Regions from separate parts of the Canis lupus genome. Here region 2 is linked to region 1. A link is a contact called in public Hi-C data. All regions are on one chromosome and are shown on one strand. The core of a region is the stretch at or near the end of the contact, and the rest is flanking DNA. Distances in the headings are between cores, read along the strand shown.

Evidence for each region. A called contact is a pair of places that touch in the nucleus more often than the background predicts.
Region 2: a Hi-C map of skin fibroblasts shows a contact between it and region 1, with 4 times the contacts expected there. The contact joins two enhancer-like sites. A contact is called at or near these places in 3 of 9 Hi-C or Micro-C datasets (amygdala, blood and skin fibroblasts).

The regions. Positions count from the first base shown.
Region 1 is chr25:42,714,230-42,716,929 of UU_Cfam_GSD_1.0, reverse strand. No RefSeq gene overlaps it. Among named protein-coding and RNA genes, the nearest start is that of SP100, 6.6 kb to the left of the region's middle. Within about 2 kb of position 1,294, at least 6 of the 20 cell types and tissues checked have an H3K27ac peak or open chromatin away from gene starts, as enhancers often do. A contact at or near this core is called in blood, where this site is marked.
Region 2 is chr25:42,984,290-42,986,989 of UU_Cfam_GSD_1.0, reverse strand. It overlaps CAB39 (calcium-binding protein 39), which reads right to left. Exons shown (of 9, transcript XM_038574145.1): 9 at 1,532-2,700. Among named protein-coding and RNA genes, the nearest start is that of ITM2C, 28 kb to the left of the region's middle. Within about 2 kb of position 1,424, at least 3 of the 20 cell types and tissues checked have an H3K27ac peak or open chromatin away from gene starts, as enhancers often do. A contact at or near this core is called in blood, where this site is marked.

The DNA.
Region 1 (2,700 bases), core at 45-2,544:
TCTGAGCAGCAGTGCCAGCTGAAGGTTGGAAAAGTATCTGATTATTGTTCGGCACAGTCCAGGCTGGGTCTAGGTTTACTAAATAGGCAGCTAGTTGGCACCTCTTGCGGAATCAGAACATGCCTAACTTGTCTTAGCGGGTCACTCACACGGCCAGGCTCAGACTTCACACCCTGCCTCCTCGGGCACAGCTCAGACCAGTTCAGACTGCTTTCACTTAGTGCCAGGCATCAGCCAGCAATTTGGGGGAGGGTTTAGACACAGAACTAGAGGTTCCTCTCTGTGACTTTCTCCTTTCTAGCATTTCCCCCTCGCTACCCAGAAAGCTTAGTGGCCCTGGGCTGCTTCCCTGGCTTTGCTGACCAGAGGGAAGGTAGGCTTTCTACCAAAGTTTTGGTCACTCCATGCAAGACTGGCATGCCCTCCTCTCAGGGCCAGGTCGTAATAAACAGTAAACGTCTTACATCAGCTGTTTCCTCTTGAGTTTTGTCTTCCCTCCAAAGTCAGCCTGCTTTGGTTTACTTTTCAGAGGCCTCAGGCAATTGTTCTTTGACTTTTGTTCAAAGTTTCTAGTTATTTTCTGTAAGAGGCTGGTTGGGTAGGAGCTCATGCCTGCAGGTCTAAAGCAGAGCTCCCCATCCTCAGTCCTAAGCAGCAGACCAGCCCTGCTTCTGGAGACGCCCCTTGCCCCCTGCCCACCCAAAGGAGAGAGATGCTAGTGTGCATCAAACAGCAAACACCCCTTTGTCAGATGAGATGCAGCCAGAACCATGCACACTGTGTACGTCTGCGCCCACGGGAACACAAATGCTCACCTACTCAGGGTGGGCTTGTTCAGTAAACAAAATGACAGAGCAAATAATATGCCTGGGGGACAAACATGGATTATTCTAGAATTTCTGTTGGAGTTAATACTCACAAACCTATGCAGATAAGACATGTATATTGTTGCCTAGAAGCCTAAGACTATTTTTTCTTTGTTAAGGGAGGAAGCTTGTTTTTGTTTCAAAAGACCTACTTATGTAGCCTTGTCTTTCCATGGAATTGGGGTCCCAGCCCTCCCTCTGCTTGCCTGCTGAACGAATTCCCCATGCACACACTAGGAAAGAAAGAGCCCCCAGCTGGGTGTGTATGAGTGAGCATTTGGCCTGATAGGAAACCCAGCCAGGTGGGTCAGTCCCTGGGCCCTAATCTCGGGCCCTGTGAAGCCTCCTCACCTGGTTCACATAGAGAGTGCTGGAGAACCCCCCTGTCTCCTCTCAGCACAGCGGAGCAGGGGGTGAGCCCAGCGGAGCTGCCCTGGGAGGCTCAGGCTGAGGGGTCCTTCTCAAGAGCCTCAGGACCTCAGGAGCAAGCAGGTCTTCCTGCAGCTCCCAGGGACACAGGGACACAGGCATGTGACCCGCTGTGAGGTCACGGTGGAGCTCCCCAGCATATCAGCCAACAGCCCACAACTGAGTCCAGGTAAACCGGACGGACAGGGTGACAGGCTTAGTGCTCTGGCTGTCTGGTTGAGGGGAGGGGTGTTGAGTAGACACCTTCTCTTCAAGCAGGAGGACCCACGCAGCGCAGGGCAGTGGGACCTCGATCAACCTGCTCCATTAGGTTCTGGGACCTGGGCCCCCCTGACTGGCATGGTGCTGCCCCACCCTCTGTTAGACACCAGGGCCACTGTGGAGAGTCCATGGGTCAGACTTCATTTCCTTGGTCACCCAGCCTCTTCCCCTGCTTTCCTAACAGCACCAAGTTTCCTCTGGGTAGACGATATCTCCCCTTTGTGCACAGGAGCGGAAGAACTGCTGCTCAATGTTGGGCACCCCCTCCCCTAGCCCAGCAAGAAGCCAGACCAGCCAGATGCTTCGGGGAGTTGGACTTTCTAGAGAAGTTACCAAAGAGTCTTTTTTTTTTTTTTAAATAAATGGAAAACATTCATTCTGGGGTGGCTCCTTGACAAGATGGCTGAGTTGGTTCTGGTGCTCAGTTCCTGGAGCTGCTCTGTTGCTTGCCCTGCTTCTGGGGCCATTTGCAGGCTCTGTGCCTAGCCTTCCTGCCCTTTCATGAGTCCCTGGGTGTCTGTGCAAAGAGTGTCTTTGTTTAACCTAGGTAAAGCTAGTCTGGCTGGCAAAGAGCCCTAACTGATACAAGGATGTTTGTGGGTTCTATTTACTTACTATTTTCAGGTACTTCTGAGGAGCACAGCAAATATTAACTCATTAATGCTCATGATCTAGTGAACTCTGTGCTAGTTTCTCCATTTTACAGATAGAATTAGTACCTAGAGGAGGTAAGTAACATGCCCAGGGACGCAAAGCCACTGGTGAGGGGCTCAGATTCCACCTCCCCGGCTGGCTTCCAGAACACAGTCTGAGCTCTCAAACACTAGGCTCTGCGGTCTCTCATTACAAGTTAGTACCCGTTCACAGCACCAAGAATAACCAACATGAGCCAACTGCAATTGAGGCTTAATGAAAAATAAAAGCTACAGTAGGAATGATATATAATCCTATTTCCCGACATGTAACAGCACTCATTATATAGTATTAAGTGAAAATATTGATTAGAACACATTTTATTATTAAGATGGTATAACCACTGCCTCCCTCCCAGCTTGTCCTCCCTCTCCCTACCCCACCCTATTACAAAACCTTGGATAATTTTCATCAAATTGGCAACCATGATTATTCTCCTGACTTGGAGAGG
Region 2 (2,700 bases), core at 175-2,674, 270 kb before region 1:
CTGAAAAACACCACAGGACCACGCTACTTCCACAGAACACCAAGCACTTAGGGGATAAAAACCTATTAGCAAGGGGCTAAAGCTCATCTTGTGAGGAATGTTGAAAAACATGAACCTTCCCCCCAAATCTCTGGCGTCTGTGTTCCTGGGTATGACCTAGAAAAGAGCACTTCATTGATTACAGAGGACATGACCTCCTGCTCAGAACCCTGGCGGCCACTGTACTCGGCGACCAGGCCGTCGGGGCCTGTGCTCCACCTTCCGGTTGTCAAGTTCCCACCCGACGATCACACAGGCCACCGGACATCGGTGGGGCCTTAGAGGTCAGCGGGGACAAGCACGCCAAGGCCTCCTGCCAGCTGTGGAGCCACAGGTCGGCCTCGCTTCGGTCAGCGTGTGCTCCGGCAGGGACAGGTCTCCGTGACAGGGCTTGGAGGCCTGTGTCCCTGTTAGCCGTGTCCTGGGTCCTCAGGGCCTGGTGGGGGCAGGCGGAAGCTGATGACAAATGACACGTGTTCAGACGGCTCCTGAGGGACGGCTTTCCGTGGGGGTGGCTTCTGGGAGGCAGCCGAGAGGGCTCTGAGGGCGGAGTGTGGGGCGTCTAACCGGGTCCTTCACACCTTCTAGAACAGGATGGTCCGAGAGGGTATCGGGCTCCGAAAGCTGCTGTAAAGGACACTCGTGGCCGGTGGGGAGAACATTCCTTGGAAACCGAGCGGCAGCTGAGGCCAGTGTTGGGGGGGGGCTACTCCCTCATCACCTCAGAGAGCCTCTAGTCTCCTGAACGAACAAGCCTGGAGCCCGCAGCAGCTCTTCTGGTCACCGCCTTCTTGGGGTCCTTAGGAATTCTAGAGAGAAAGAGCAACACGTTACCCCCAGGGGCCCGAGACCCCGTCTTTCCTGCCGGGGGAAGGTGGCCCCGTGGATGCGGGGTAGGGAGAGGCCCCTCGGCGTGGCCACTTCTTCCTGTGTGATCGGAGGAAGGGCAAAGTCACAGGTCCTGACCTTAGGGGACCCTGTCATCTTTGGAGATGAGGGACTCAGCTACCCAGAAGAGATAAGCAGAAGGTCGTTTGCGTCACGTGCTTCGGCAGGAAGGCGCCGCGCCCCGAGCCATCGCCCCATTTACAGACCAAGGTGGAGGGGAGGACAGACGGTCGCTCGGGCGCTTCCGTGGCCACTCGCCGTCACTGTAATCGAGCCCGACTTATAACCCTCCTGCCCGGGGATCCACTTTTATCCTCGTACGTTCCCAATAGGTCAACAGGGACGTGGGCGGAGGATCCGCTCCCCAAATGCCAAGGTCTAAAAAAGCCATCACACGAGGTGCGACAGTGCTGACCCGTGAGAGGCAGGGCCAGGGAGCATAAGGGGAAGTCGCATTTGACACCAAAAATAAGACCCCGAATAGGAAGAAAGACTTGGCAGAGGTGTGCGTGCGGTTTCCGGTTAGGTTGTGGCACGATTTGTGCCGGGGCTGCTCGCAGACACACAGATGCAACTACCTGTGAGACACCATAAACACGGACAATGCTGTTTCTCCAAAATTTTATTTTAATTTAAATTACAGGGCCAGCCAGATATTCTGATAAGAAATTTGTTTCCTCAGGAGAAAGGAAATGCTTTCATGGCATTGTTAACAATTGTATACATCTCCACCTTTTTTATTTTTAAGGGTTAAAAATCACATTGAGTAACTGTAACTGACTTATGTAAAATTAAACCTTTATAACACAAAAAGAAACCACTTCCAGTATTACAGTTTTGGTAATATGAATATATTAAATGATAACTTCAAATGCAACTTTTCAACTTTGAATGTTTTCACATTTTTGTTGAAAAAAGAAAACAAAACGAGTCTTAACTCTGCCCAGATCCCAGTGCAACAGCAGCGTGTGGGTTTTGACAGGCTGCACCCTCACTGCCTTCCACATGGAGGCGCTAGTGCTGCGAAGCCAACGCCCCAGTGGAAGCCTAGTTAGGTTCTAGTTTCAAGTTCGAAGATCGAGCCTGGCAAGGAAACCTTTTGTCCACTTGGTGAAACTAATGTTTTCACGCTAAACCCAGACATGGAGCACTAGACCACGAGAACCAGAAGGCTGCATCACGGTCAAGTCCGCTGCTCCCTTCCTAAACATCTTGGATATTTTCACTTTGAGGAGCTTGGATCGCTTTCTGTACTTCCGATAGAAAAATGTCAATTATTCTACACAGATTTTGGAAAAGACAGCCTCAGAAAAACCAATTGTAATGTAGACTGCCTTTTTAGTGAGATGGAATACAAACACAGCTATGTTTTCTGGAGCTATTTTCCCCACTGGTATTCCTAGGAGGTCTGGAAACCTCACGCTTGAAACATCCACTGGGAGTCTCATTTTGCTGGCTGATAATTCAATTAGTGAGAGAGGCTAGCAAAGAGTAATTATATAAATTTCTTAATCAGCTACAGCCATGCTGAATTTGAACTGGCAAACTCTGATTTGTTGTTAGTTGTGATCTTTGTATCACTAAGATGAACAGAGACCATTCTAGTAACTTTACACAGATATGTTCTAGGAGACGTTGTTCTGCTGTGGTCACAGTAACAAAAAGTGGTGCAAAATCAGTTACTTCATAAATACTGATCATTTGCAGCATTAAGGAACAGGACATTAAAAAAAATAAATTTCCCCATAGGACACCTAGGACTAGGGACTCTTC